Linked DNA regions of Ovis aries: regions 2 and 3 are each linked to region 1. The links are chromatin contacts, called in public Hi-C maps. All regions are on one chromosome and are shown on one strand. Each heading gives the region's core, a stretch centred on a gene start, on an enhancer-like site or on the middle of the called end of the contact. The rest is flanking DNA. Distances are from core to core; before and after follow the strand shown.

Region 1 (4,559 bases), core at 1,092-3,591:
ATCCAGGCAATTTACTGAAGACAAAGCAACTCTTCCAGGGAGAAAAACTAGGCTGAATATCACGAGAAGTCAATAAGGGGCTCTCCAGATGGAACTGAGGGTAATTTGTGAGAGATGCCTTGATGCACAGTGAGATGATGTGGTATAGAATTAGAAATACTGACATTATGACCAGAAATGTAGAATAAGAGCATTAGAAAAGGAAAACGGCATTGAGACAATCAGCCAAAATCAACAAGGCAACAACTCAGACACGATGCTCCAGTTAAACTGATTTGTCAGGGGCAATGGTCTGCCTTGATTAGTCATGCGCCAAATCCAAGTTCATGCTGGTAAAGAATCAAAAAGATGCTTTGAGTAAAGACTCACTTTCTTGCATTTAAAAACAGTCTGAGCACAAGACCTTGCAATATGGAAGTCATGGACAGGGAACAGTCATGAACTGACACCAAGGGAAAGAAAAGGCTGAGTGACTGGATGACATATCCTTTAATTTCTGGCAATTTTTAGGCTCCAAGTTAATTCAACATAGAACTCTGACATGAGGCTGCTTTGTAAATAGAAATCTGCTTTTCAGATCTAAGACAGTGTTGTGCTTATCAGCATAATTAAACTTTGAATCATTTGAGCGTAAGGACTATCTCTTTATATCCCTGACTAGAGCTTTCAGAGAGAACATGATGTAATGGAAACAGCCCTTGAGTATGGTTGAGCTTGGGTACTGGTCAGCCATGTGACCTTTAGGAAGCCACAGTTTCTTTCTGGGGCTTTATCTCAAATGAGAAGGAATTAGACTACTCTTTGCTAGCAGCTAGCATGCTGCAACAATGTGAATTGGTGGTTCTTAACTTTTCGAGGTTACAGAAATTGTAAGACTCTGATAAAAAGCCATCCACTCTCTTTCCAAAGAAATGCACATACTTCTCCTGTCCCCAACAACTTCACAGAAAATTTTGGGGGTACTACTTTCCAAAAGTCTACCTAATAAAGCACTGGGTAAAAACCTCCAGTCTAAGTGATTTCTGATTACTCATTCATCAAACATTCACTGAGTGCCTGCTACTAGGCTCGAGATTTTGTGCTGGGGCATTAAATGATATTAGTTGTCCCAGATCCTCATGGAAAACTGACATTTTAAAATGTAAATATCAGCCCATAGCTCAGCAGGAAAGATCTGACAAAACATTAACAGCACCTTAAGCAGTAATCACAGATGTAAGCCCCAGGAGGTATAAGTAAATTGGGAAAATGGTATCTGTCTAAATTTAGTTCTTTATAGCACATTGAAGACCAGGCCTTCAATGCCTTTGCTAAGATTTTGCTTCTAGCCTCAGAACTATAAAGTTTCAAATTTTCACCTTATCTGAAAAAGGATTAACCAACAGACATTTCAGGAAGAATTTCAGGACAGAGAACATTATAGGCTCTTGGGTCATTCAGAACTGAGTTTAAAATCCAGGATGTGAAATGCCCTGGCTGTTTAACAAGTTAAATAACTGGGCAAGTTACCTTGGACTTTGGTTCAACACTTATCACAGCCTGTAAGATGGGAATAATAACAACTACCTCAATAAGGACTTTATAAGGATTAAATTAGTGAACATACATAAAGCCAGGGTCTAGGAACCAAAAAGCACTCCCTAAACAGAAATACTTGCTACTATATCTAAATATACTATGAACTCTAGCCACAGAATTTGTGTTCATCTTATTCTGAAGGTATCATGTGCTCACATAAAGAACTTGTTGGATCAGAATATGAGGACTCTATAACACTGTTGTGATCTCAGCAGTCTTTAATCCCGTCCTTACAGAATTGCTGCAGATCTGTATGTCCTGAGGAGCTTCCCAGGTGGCACTAGTGGCAAAGAACCCGCCTGCCAGTGCAGGAGACATAAGAGATGTGGGTTCAATCCCTGGGTCGGAAGATCCCCTGGAAGAGGGCATGGCAACCCACTCCAGTATTCTTGTCTGGAGAATCCCATGGACAGAGGAGCCTGGTGGGCTACAGTCAATGGACTCACAAAGAGCTGCACATGACTGGAGCGACCTGGCACACACACATGCATGCCTGATGCCCTGAACCACTTAGGCAGCTGGTTCTTAGAGAGTCTATCTCACGAAAGCCTCACCTGTCCGTTCTTGGCTGAAGGAATGACTTTCATATTTGCCGCTCCTCGTAGTTATGGTCACGTTGTAGAGGCGGCCTGGGGTGAGGGAGCTGAAGGAACATTCACCGACAGACTTGGCAGTCACGAGGGACTGGACCACCCTGCCGCCGTGGGAGAGCGTCACCACATAGCTATCCACGTCTCCGGGAGCCGGCAGCCAGGATATGCTGAGGTAGTCACTGCGGCCAGAGTTGTTTACCGTTACTCCACTCACACTGGAAGGGACTGGGGTTTTAAAGAGGGGGAGAATATTTAAAAAGAAAAGCACAGTCAAATTGTGAATCATTTACTGCGGTCAGCACAAACGGCGTGGACTCAGATCTGATTACCTAGGAAGTGTCAAGGAAGTGTAAGGATTGCACGTTAGCTTTGGGAAGCTGAGAGTTCTTACCTCAGAAGGCTAACCCAAACGAAAATGCAAGAAGTCTTTTGGATGCCTCATCAATATAAGGATGCTGCTATTGAATTTTCATGGTGTGACTGTTTGCAGAGTATTTTAAGTGGAGGCATTTTTATGTGAGTGTGTCAGGACGTTCCCTTTGTAGGACAGGGAACAAACATTAACATCTTAAATGCAAGAGCTTGAATCCAAACCCATTGATAAAGAAAAGAAGTTTGAGGGGAAAGGTACTCAAGATACAATGGCTTTTCTAAAAGTCTTACTTAGACACTGGATAGCTTTGATCTTCTTGTGATTAAGTTATTTATTTCTGGGGTGTCTAATCATGAACACAGGTGAAGGGGTTATATTTCCCTTTGCAAAGCATTTCCTGCCCTCTAGTGGTGAGAAATAAACTTTAACATCTATTCCGTAAGCAACTAGTCTTGTGGGCACAAAGACCTGTCGTGGAGATAATGACTTTTTTGGTGTCCACCGTAATCGTACAAAAATAGAAAAGATGCGGATGCCTTCCAGGAGTTCCCCAGCTACTGGTACAGTCTGAACATTAATCATTTTGATGCTGAATAATAGTTATTCCCTGTATTAGAAGTAAGCGCACAAGAAATAGTACTGTCAGTAGTGAGTTTCAGAATAAAACATTATAGTATATATGAGCTCCCCTGCAGTTTTCCTTATTGGTTGACTGACTTCAGGTAAATATTTTCATATAATTTCATAAAATCCGTACATCACATGTAATTGATGGGATTTGGCTAGATGACCTCTGAGAATCCTTCTTATCTAATATGCTCTGACTTTGTGATTTAAGCCCCAAAGTCTTTTTTACATCTATAAGCACTTACCTATCACCAAAGATATAAACAGCACTCTATTGAATAATTCTGCTGACGCTGTTCCATGTATATGGACATTTCCTAGATATAACCTTGAACTTTTAGCCATATTTTTTGTGTATTGATGACTTCCCTCCTTCCCGTCCTTCTTTTCTTTAGTTTCTGTCCTTCCTACTATCTGTACATCACATCCCTTGGTAGCTCTCAAAATAACTATCCTTGTTTTCCAAAACTGCTGGAAATATTTGCAACTACTAACATTTTATTAGAAAAGATATAATTATCAAAAATATTACCAAAAATTCATGGTTTAAAAAGACAAATACAAAATTAAAAGACAGATATAAAACTTATTTTTCTTTAGAATTAGCATTTTTTCAGGTTATAACTAGATTTGTTAAATACATTTGATATTTTAAATTTTAAATATTTTGCCACCTTATCTAAGCTGGGAGGTTATATATATATTTAAAATCTGTAGAAGTAAAATGAATTATTTCAACCTTGACTAATACTTCAGCAGTTTGAATAGATGGTAATGATTATCAAGGCTTTAGCCACCGAATTATTTTTATAATCTACCATGTTCAAAATATACTAACCAAAGCACCTTTCAAAATTCTCATTATTGTGTTTCTATAGTAATATCCCATTTTCTCCTTTTTCATTATAATGTCTTCGCTCAATGTGTTTGAATAAAATAACTGATGCTTATATTTATGCATATCTTGTCCTCTCCTCAAAACTTTACAATCATTTTTCAAATAATTTCTTGTCTACTTTCTGCATACTTCTATTATATAATGTTGGCCAAATACTGATACCTCTGTTGCCATTAAAATATAGTATAAAATAATTACAAGTCCTATTTATCAAGTGATCTCAGACACCAAACTATTTTATTATAGCACAATAAGCTGGGTAGCCCTTGGGGTATTTTAAGATGGGAATTAACCTATGTAGCGGAGTCTGACTACTTGCTCACCAAACCATTTCCTTTTCCTCTTGGACACATAGCTAGACTAGATTGCCCAGCCACTCCTCCAGTGCAGTGTAGTCATACAAATGTTCCCGTTAAAGGAATGTGGGTGGAAGTGATGTGTTTACTTCCAGCTTTGGTAGTCTTTCTCCTCCCTATAACCTCTATCCTCT
Region 2 (4,923 bases), core at 479-2,978, 150 kb after region 1:
GCTTGATTTACTTGTAATCATGTTTCTTGATTTCTGATATGAATAGGGATCCATGCTAAGAAATGAAAAATAAAATCTTCTTTTTAAAAATGCCACATAGCTATAAGTACTTGAAATGTCCCACAAATTATCTGACTCAGAAGAGAATGAGTTCTAGAAAATTTATTATTTTGACTCGAATTTATATTATTTGTAGTATTTTGGATTCTTGTCTGTTGAACATTTGGAACTATAAAGTACTATAAGCCTTAACACTGCTAAGAAAGAGTTATATTAAAAAGACAAATGGTCCACTGCTTTATATACAAACATACACCCTTTTTGTATCTTACCATTTGGGGTTGAATATTTGGTAGAATATTTTGAAAAGTTGGATGGCACATTAATTCTTTGTACTTCATGAAAAGAAAATTTATTCACTCTAAAAATAGTCTTCAGCAATTTAAATATTTGAGTTTGAATTTCAATATGATGCTGCTGCTGCTGTGAAATATTTATGAAATGTAAGAAATGCAATTATAATGGGGAAATAAAAGAATATATAATTTTGTAGATTAAAACATTTATAAGCAGTTTGCATTTGTTTGATATATTGTTTAAAAATATGAAGTCCTTTGAACTTTTTTTTAACTGTAATTTGTCTGAATTATCAATGTATACATTTTCCACCGATAATTCTCCATGTCAAATGAGGACAGAAAACCAGTCATGAGATAAAAATGAGGCACTTAAGACAATCTGTTCCTGGAGTTCAGGTCCACACCTAACAAATTCCAAAAGTTCTTCAGACCTCAGCAAGTCAAAATACACTACGGAAATCATTTGTGACAAGAACTCTTGGGCTAAGCTTTAAGTAATCAGTATCTGGTTAGGACAGGAATCACCCAGTATCCTGTGGAGGAAAACAGCTGACATGAAGGCCATTTCAGCTTTCCCTCTTATAATCATGCTTTCTAATGTACTGCCAATTCACTCCTGGACTGCCCTCGATAAGGCCTGTTGCATTACAGGAATCCAGGGTTCACAGATGCAAACTTCTCAAGGCTCCCCACCCCCATCTTTTCCTGCAGATCATTTCTACAGTGAAATTGTGTTTTATCACAGAAATCCCTTCTAAATGAAAATCCTAATGAATCATGAAAATCTCCCAGATTTAATCACATTACTGTTTTGTTGGATGGGTCGTGTGAGAGAGCAACAGATCCTCTTTTTCAAAATTGAAAATTCAAAGGCACAGGCATCCACCTTCTATTGCTTCCACACAACATACATCTTTATCGCTGCTAATGAAGAAGAAATAAAATCCCTTCCAGTTAATTCCAAGCCAGAATCTTTTAAAGGTCATGGACACTGTAGCTGGGCAACCCAATCCAGTGCATCTGCGGTCTGAACAAATTCAGGGACTGCCTTCTACAGTAGGTGATAAGGTACCTCTGGGAAGGAAGACTGCTGAGACACCATAAGCTTTAGGATCCGATGATCCTAAAGAGAGGATCTGGTCCTTTCCTTGTTTATTTGATTTGGCTTTAAATCTTAAGATGGCAACATATATTGCAAATAAACTATACTTTAATAAAATAAAATAAAAGCATAAAAATGCTAGATATTCCTCAAGCAGGATTTTTGAAGACAGAGAAATGATCTGCTTAAATGTCCTTTGAACAAAAGCAAGAGCAGGTCAACCTGCTATTGACCCAGAATGTTCTTCTGTCTGTTGGTGGCACACAGGTGCCACCTAGGGGTGGAAAGAGGCACTACCGGCTCTTCTCCAAGTGGGATGCATTTATGAAGGCTGGGCGGAATAAACAATTCAGATGTTTATATTTCTCCTCTAACAAAACTGAATACAGTCCAACCATGAATACAGAAAAGACAAAAACAGAAGAATTATGGGATACCTGGAGCATCAGGGGAGGTAGGTGATAAAAAAGAGCGTGAGCTTTGGTGGTGGTGCACAGACCTGGGCTCAGTCCCATTTCTGCAGCTTATGGGATCTACGACATGTATTATGTGTCTGCATCTCAGGACTTCCCAAGTGTCATGTGTGGTAAAGAAACTGCATGCCAATTCAGGAGATGCAAGAGACACAGGTTTGATCCCTAGTTCAGGAAGATCCTCTGGAGGAGGGCAAGGCAACGCACTCCAGTATTCTTGTCTGGAGAATCCCATGGACAAAGGAGCCTGGAGGGCTACAGCACATAGGGTCACAAAGAGTGGAACATGACTGAAGTGACTTAGCATGCACATCCACATGTTTCAGTTAAAACTGAGACCATAAAACCCACCTCTCTAAGACAGTCATGAGAAGGAAATGACTACATGGTTGAGAGGCATCTTGTACATACATAGTACGTAGTAGATGCTCAACAAATCTGAGGTATGACAGAGCCATATCCAGGCTTTTCTAGCTTCTGGGACATTTCAAAAATTGACTTCCCTTTCACTTTTCACTTTCATGCATTGGAGAAGGAAATGGCAACCCACTCCAGTGTTCTTGCCTGGAGAATCCCAGGGACGGGAGAGCCTGGTGGGCTGCCATCTATAGGGTCGCACAGAGTCGGACACGACTGAAGTGACTTAGCAGCAGTAGCAGCAGCAACATTAGACCATGAAATGTTATCCTATATATAAAGGCACCCAATAAGTGATCTTACTTCCCCCACCCCCTTACCTTTGCCACAACAATTTTTCTATCTTGGTTCAGATGAAAGCTCAGGTAGCATTCTTCACTAGATAGGGTTTGCCTATACAGAGAGCCACTCCACAATAGGACTTCTATTCTAAGCAAGCCAAGAGAGGTTTCATTACTTAAAACGCATGTGTTATGTAAACAGGATCATCCAGAAAAGCACACTTGCCATAAGCTCCCCAAAGGAATGCATTTGCAGATATTTACCCATCGCTATCTCTGTTGTTTGGATGCCTTACAAAAGCTCTTACTACACCACACACTACGCCAAATGCCCTAAAGCTCCCAGTTTAGTAGGTTAGAAATGACGCTAAAGAGCCAAGGGAACAGTTTCAGTTATGGTCAAAGTCGGCTGGCATTGTACATGGTGATACTGCTGCCCAGGAATAGACACTCCTCTATCCTGATCTAGCATCTGAGGAGGGGCACCTGACGCTATTGTGGGCAGCCAGTCCCCACCCTTGGGCATACTCCTTTCCACTGCTGATGGAAATGCAGATGGAAAGAAGACCAGGTACACAGCAGATTGCTCCTGTTCAACTAGACTGTCACGCAAATCAAAAGGGAACTAATATGAGGGGGAGGGGAGAGAATTGCAAATGCTTTTCAAATGCATTTTAGGTTTGCCACAGTATTCTATTAGGGGTCTCTACCAGCTAGGGCTTTCCTGGTGGCTCAATGGTTAAAAAAAAAAAAAAAAGAAATCCACCTGCCAATGCAGGAGACCTGGGTTTGATCCCCTGGAGAAGGAAATGGCAACCCACTCAAGTATTTTTGCCTGGAAAATCCCAAGGACAGAGGAGCCTGGCAGGCTACAGTCTATGGGGTCACAAAGAGTTGACATGACTTACCAACTAATAAACAACAAAACCCAGCTTTATTACAGGACCTTGGCAAGTGCTTAAAAATACTTTATTTATTTCTTGAGTTTTCCTTCTACTCGGTTATTGGTAAAAAACCAGGATTATGGCTCTGCAAAATGGTTAGGATTCAAAACACTGCAAAATATTTCCAGCCCTTCGACTTTATTTCATAGACCTACCCTCTCGAAGGAAGATATTTTAGTGAAAAAGTAAAACAAGTGGATCAAAACTCCTCCTGCTAATGCATCAGGAAAGTAATCTTTGGGAGGAGAGCTGGAAGACATTGAAGTGGCAGGGTTAGGAAGGGGAGTGAACTCGCAACGGGCAGGCTTACCAATTCTGTGGTGACTCAATTGCCTGAATCAACCCCAATTTTAAAAGAATCCAATTTTTGGTATGGAAGTATTAGGAAAGAACAAACTAGCAGAATTTGTTCTCAAAGGAGACGTGGATGTATTTCTACCTTTTGGGAAACTTGTCCTGGTTATGGACCTACCACGGACACTTCCTCTCCCACCCACTTCTTTCCTGCCTTCTTACCACCACAAGCCAGGGTACTTTTAGGTCTTGTGCCTAGGACTTGCAAATGCCTCGGGTGGATAAGAATGCTTTTCCTGTGTAAGAACACAAGACATTTTAGGAACAGGAAATGCCTATCCGGTCCAACATACCTGCCCTTTTTAGGTTTATCTTAATCTCACCTTCCTGCATTTTACCTTCTTTCATTTTCCTGCACAGGAACAAAAAAAAAAAAAAAAAAGGATTTCTTGTACATTTCTCATGGGAAATCTTTACTATCACTAGACATGACAACATCTGACATCCATTTTAGTATCACCATCTTTAATGATTTCTAGAAAATAGTCTGCAAAGCAAGTAGACAGTTGACAATTTTTCTTTTTATAGAATCATAAACTGTGAGTTTGAAAGAAGAAGTTGCAAAGAAGACAGGCTTTGAGTGATGGGAAGGTCATTGGGCTTGATTTTACACCTAGCTTCTAATTGTGAGTTCTGTTATTTGTCATGTTCTGGGTACCAACATTTGCTTTCAGTGTACTTAGTGATAAGGGGTATGTTTATTTGCAACAGGACTTACTATGGAGAAAAGATGCAGGTGGTTGATCACCAACAGCGGAGACCTGCTAAAAAGCTTACCATTCTCTGAGTCCTTCCTTGTTCCCTGTTCCACATTTCATCTCTGGAATTTACAATAGGGTGAGGTAAGCAGCTGACCATCACAAAAAAGGTGAAATATTTATTCAGCAGATGTTCCATTACTTGAGAAAATTCACATTTTCAATGAAAAAGCCAAAAGATGGGCCATCTATGCAAGTCCTTACAAGGGATTCTTGGCAGCATTTCTCTTTAGAG
Region 3 (4,633 bases), core at 1,283-3,782, 160 kb before region 1:
GACTAAATGCAGAACTTGAAAAAAATGGATTTAAAAGCCTTTAAGAATTTAAGACAATATTTTCTGTTGTTTGTTCTCTAGATTTGCTTGGAAGACCATCTTGCCTCAGTTTTGAGGCAAAGGTTACATTCACACAACTCTCTGAGCTTTAGAATCATTGAAAAGTGAATCATATTCATTAAATTATTTTTAGACAACCCCATCCCTGTGTTTTATGAACAGCTATAGAAATTAATTCTGCCTCAAGGTTAAGTTGCTCACCATATCAGAGCTATGAGATCCAAAAAATCTAATCTGTTCACCACTGCCTCAAGAAGGCTTTAGCCTTCATGAAAAGGAAAATAATTATAACCTACTGTAGGAAAGAGATTCACACTGAAAATCTGTAATCTTAGGTTAATATGCTTCAACTAATAAACTCACTTTTTCTTTTAGGTAGTGTGTGTAATCACTAACAATTGTCTTTATGCCAACAGAAAGGGAAGAAAATAATAAAATAGTCTCGCAAAACTTGAAAGGTATTAAAGGACAAAGAGTCTTCCTGACTTGGAAAATTTCCAAACCCTGCATCTTCTTAATTTATTCAGAAAAACACTTGGGGTCTTCCTGTAATTAAATTTGCTTTTACCCCTTGCTTGGAAATACCACGTAAAGGAGTGCTTCAAAGTAACAGATCAGGACCTCAGTAGAAAAGTACTATACCAGTAAACTAACATTTGAAATCCAAGAAAGAGAAGTCAAGAATTTGGTGTTTCCATATTCATCAGGAACAGAATATGAATATATGACTGAATTTAATTAAGAATATATTCATTTGGGACTTGCAAGTCAAGAAAAAGACATGTTTATATATTTTGCCAAGTGAATACTCTGATGCTTCAAAATGTAGGTCGAAATAGTTCTCCAAGTTTGATATTTTGATAGCAGTGTGATTTTAAAAAGATAATCTTCTTTTTAAAAGTCAAGAAAAGAGCAGAGACTGAGGTATGCACAGGCGAGGTGGGGAGGTGGCATGGAGGGAGCAGCAGAAAGAATTAGGAGAGCAGGGCGCAGCTCTAGAAACGGTACCTGTCCCAGAGTGGGTCGGCAGCCGCTGTCGCTTCGTACAGCGCTCCTGGAAAGCTCATCTACAAATTTCGAGATGGGCCAACGGTGGCAAGACTCCTGAGGATGGAGCCAGGACAGAGAGGATTCTGCTCTCGGTTTGGAGCGAGAAGACGGCCCTTATGGGGAACATGGTGTCTCCTTCCAGGGCTGTAAGCCTCTGCACTCGCTCCCTTGGGTCCCTACTCAGTCAGCCCCAGCCTTGGGCACATAGAGTTGGGGTCGGCCCGGCTGCCCGAAGACCTGCATTGCAGCGTGGTCCACCCAGGACCCAGGAAGCGAGTTTCCTGGGTCGGGGAGGGAGGATCGCAGGCTCCTGCCCCCACGCGCGTTGCCTCCACCGCAAACTCCGTCTGACTCAGCCTGTTTCACTTCTGACCTGCTGCCCTCCAGGACCGGCTGGGGTCGGCGAGGTGGGCGGTGTCGCGGGTGGGGGTGATCGTGGGATGCTCCTGGGCAGTTGGGAGCGCCGGGACCCCGAGGCCGGACGGTTACCGCGCTCGCCCGAGGGAAGGGGGGCGGCGGCAGGTCACGCCTCCAGCGCTGCGGCGCACGCGCCCGCCCCAAGCATGCGAACCGGCGGCCCGGGTCTCTCTGGGGCACACGCACGGGCGCACACCGCTCGGTCCGGGGGCTTCCATCCCTGTCCGCCTGGTGCCGGCGAACAGTCTCCCCGAGAGCGCACGCCTCCCGGCCGCTGGCTCGCCGCTGGCTGACCAGTCCCCCTTTGGAGTTCAAAATTCCCGCCGCTCCACTTGCACGACACCGTCTCCCTCGTTTGTTTTTTGTTTTGTTTTTTAAACTTTCACTTCATTAAGTTATATTGATCCTAACCTCTTATCGCTGATGTCCCTCCCAGGGGAATGTAACGAGAATCCCGGGCGCCAGCGCTGCGATCCCCAGCGCCTGCCCGCCCCTCGCCCACGGGAAACGCCCCGGGGCGGGGCGGGAGGACCCGGGTCGGCGGCGGGTGGGGCCCGGCGGAGCTGCCTCCCGCGCAGGGGAGCCCCGGGGCTCGCCTCAGCCCTGCAGCTTCTGCCCTCCGGGCACCTGCCAGGCGAGTCCGCGGAGCGGCGGCCGGCGGGCGATGGAGACTGGGAGCCACCGGGCGAGAGGAGGCGGGGTGGGGGAGGCGGGGAAAGCGCGGGGGCGGAGGCTGGCAGGGGGCGCCGGAGGCAGGAGCCGCCCGTGCACTCCTCGCGCCCGAGGGTGCAGGAGGCTCTGAAACCTCGGCCGCGCTGCGAGCCTCTAGGGCTCGGGCGGCGGCGGGGAGGTGGAAGGGGGGCGCTGCCGCCGCCGGGGGGCGTCGCCGGCCTCGGCCCCTTTGTTCTCGCGCGCTCCCCCTGGCCGCCCACTCCCCTGCTGTCGTGCGGCGGCGGCTCCTCCCGCCGAGGCAGTCGGGCTCGGCGCCGGGGGCGGGAGGGGGCGGGGGGAGCGCGCCCGCCGCCTGGAGTGGGGGGCGATGGCGAAGCTCCGGGTGGCTTACGAGTACACGGAAGCCGAGGACAAGAGCATCCGGCTCGGCTTGTTTCTCATCATCTCCGGCGTCGTGTCGCTCTTTATCTTCGGCTTCTGCTGGCTCAGTCCCGCGCTGCAGGATCTGCAAGCCACGGCAGCCAACTGCACGGTGCTGTCGGTGCAGCAGATCGGAGAGGTGTTCGAGTGCACCTTCACCTGTGGCGCCGACTGCAGGGGCACCTCGCAGTACCCCTGCGTCCAGGTCTACGTGAACAACTCCGAGTCCAACTCCAGGGCGCTGCTGCACAGCGACGAGCACCAGCTCCTGACCAACCCCAAGGTAAGGACGCCCCAGGAGGATTGCCTCGCTCCTACGGAGATGCTGGGGTTTGGGGGAGGATCAGTGTTAAACCCTGCGCGGGGTGGCCCGGAGTATGCAGACGTTACCAGGAGGCGACAAGGCGTCGCGGACTATGCTTAAACCGGGTGTAAGTACACAGCGGAGCCCGGGGCCCCCCGGTCCTTCAGGAGGGTTTGTGTGCAGCGACCTGTGATACCCGGAGGCTTTCTTTACACACCTGTCTTGCCTGGTCTCAGATTCTGAGGCCTTGGCCCAGCTTCGGTTCGGGCCCTACCGGACGGGCTTTGCAGAGATGCGAGGAGCCGAAAGTTAACTTTTCCTCAGATTAAATCCAGTGCGTAGCGGGGATACCACCAACTCCGGCGCATGGTCAAGGTCCGAGCTCCCATTGGCCGCGTCCAGAACTCGCATTTGGAGGTTGCAGGGGGTTCTTTAGCCCTTTGAGAGGTGTTAGAGGTTTCCTTACCTTTTCACTCTAGACAGATGTTTTTAACTTGGGGTACAAAGATGAACTTTCGTGGGTGGACAAACGACGTGGAATCAAATGCGAAATTCTGTGGAGATCCATCTTGGGCGGGTACTGTGGACTCCTAATTGTCACGAAATAGATTCTCAGAAGCGTCTAGAGGAAGCCTAGGTTCTCCGTGTGTCTAAGAACAATTGGGAGCCATCTGGGGAACGGTAAAACTTTCTGAAAATAGAAAAGCCTCCGTGAAATGTACCGAATATGCCTGCCTTGGCAACTTTTTCCGTTCTCGCAAGCAAAAAAGAAAAAAAAAACCTGGTTAGGACTCGAGGGATGGAAAGCAGAGAAAGGGAGACTCAGAAGACCGTTCCCAGTGGAGAAAAAACTTATAAAAAGCAGTGTCCTCAGTCTGTGAACTAGTTGAGCTTTGTAGTACACCTGCTTTTGCAAGAAGGCTTTTCTTTCTTTTGTTTTTTTCTTCTCTTGGCCTTTTTTCACTCTTCTGATTACTTAACTATCAAAGAAAAGGTATGTATCTTCTTTAAAGTTACTGACATCTTCCCAGTTTGTTAGAGCAGTGCTTGAAGATCAAGAAAACTGTCCAAAAGGGAATGAGTCTTGTGTACACAGGAAAACTTTCCTTGCATGTGACAGGATATAATTAGAACAATCCGAAAGAAGAATCCTATATCAATATTTTTAAAGTATTTAAAAATAAGCTTATCATTTCTCTGCAGCAAAACTCCCGTTCTTGTCTCCTAAATAGTTAATTCTTGAATTTGGGACATTTTTAAAAGAGAATTCCTTTAAAAAAAAAAAAGAAAAGAAAGAATGACTTCTCTTAAAAAAAAAGTGCTCTTGCTGACAAAGGAAGAGTATCTTAAAAATGAAGATAATAAATGAGTAGTAAGTATAGAAATACAGAATTTAGAGTATAAACTTCAAAGTCTCAAAGAAGCAATCAGATCTCAAAGACAGATGTTTTAAGTTAGGCAGCTCAGTGCTCAGTAATTTCAAAACAAATTGCAAGGCTTTAGGAATGTCACTTTTTTTTTTTTTCAAGATTAAGCCATTAATATAAAAGAAAGGTGTAGAGCAGTAGTAGTGATTTAGAAATTATATGGTAGTTTAACATTTAGAAGGTATTATATTTGGTGAAACATTGCGATTAGTTTAAGATTGTGGCTCAGGCACTAATAAATTATATACACATATTCCACTAAGTAGCTAATACCTAATCAAGA

Evidence for each region. A called contact is a pair of places that touch in the nucleus more often than the background predicts.
Region 2: a contact with region 1 is called in a Hi-C map of liver, with 7 times the contacts expected there. The contact joins two enhancer-like sites. A contact is called at or near these places in 8 of 16 Hi-C or Micro-C datasets (blood, hypothalamus, liver and 2 more).
Region 3: a Hi-C map of liver shows a contact between it and region 1, with 4 times the contacts expected there. The contact joins the promoter of KCNMB4 here to the enhancer-like site in region 1. A contact is called at or near these places in 2 of 16 Hi-C or Micro-C datasets (liver and mixed tissues).

The regions. Positions count from the first base shown.
Region 1 is chr3:149,257,408-149,261,966 of ARS-UI_Ramb_v3.0, reverse strand. PTPRB (protein tyrosine phosphatase receptor type B) reads right to left here. Exons shown (of 34, transcript XM_004006460.6): 11 at 2,133-2,396. Among named protein-coding and RNA genes, the nearest start is that of PTPRB, 64 kb to the right of the region's middle. Within about 2 kb of position 2,341, at least 1 of the 54 cell types and tissues checked has an H3K27ac peak or open chromatin away from gene starts, as enhancers often do. A contact at or near this core is called in liver, where this site is marked.
Region 2 is chr3:149,107,041-149,111,963 of ARS-UI_Ramb_v3.0, reverse strand. All of the region lies in intron 5 of PTPRR (protein tyrosine phosphatase receptor type R), which reads right to left. Among named protein-coding and RNA genes, the nearest start is that of PTPRB, 86 kb to the left of the region's middle. Within about 2 kb of position 1,728, at least 5 of the 54 cell types and tissues checked have an H3K27ac peak or open chromatin away from gene starts, as enhancers often do. A contact at or near this core is called in liver, where this site is marked.
Region 3 is chr3:149,417,291-149,421,923 of ARS-UI_Ramb_v3.0, reverse strand. It overlaps KCNMB4 (potassium calcium-activated channel subfamily M regulatory beta subunit 4), which reads left to right and starts at 2,532. Exons shown (of 4, transcript XM_042246913.2): 1 at 2,532-2,902. The coding sequence starts at 2,567.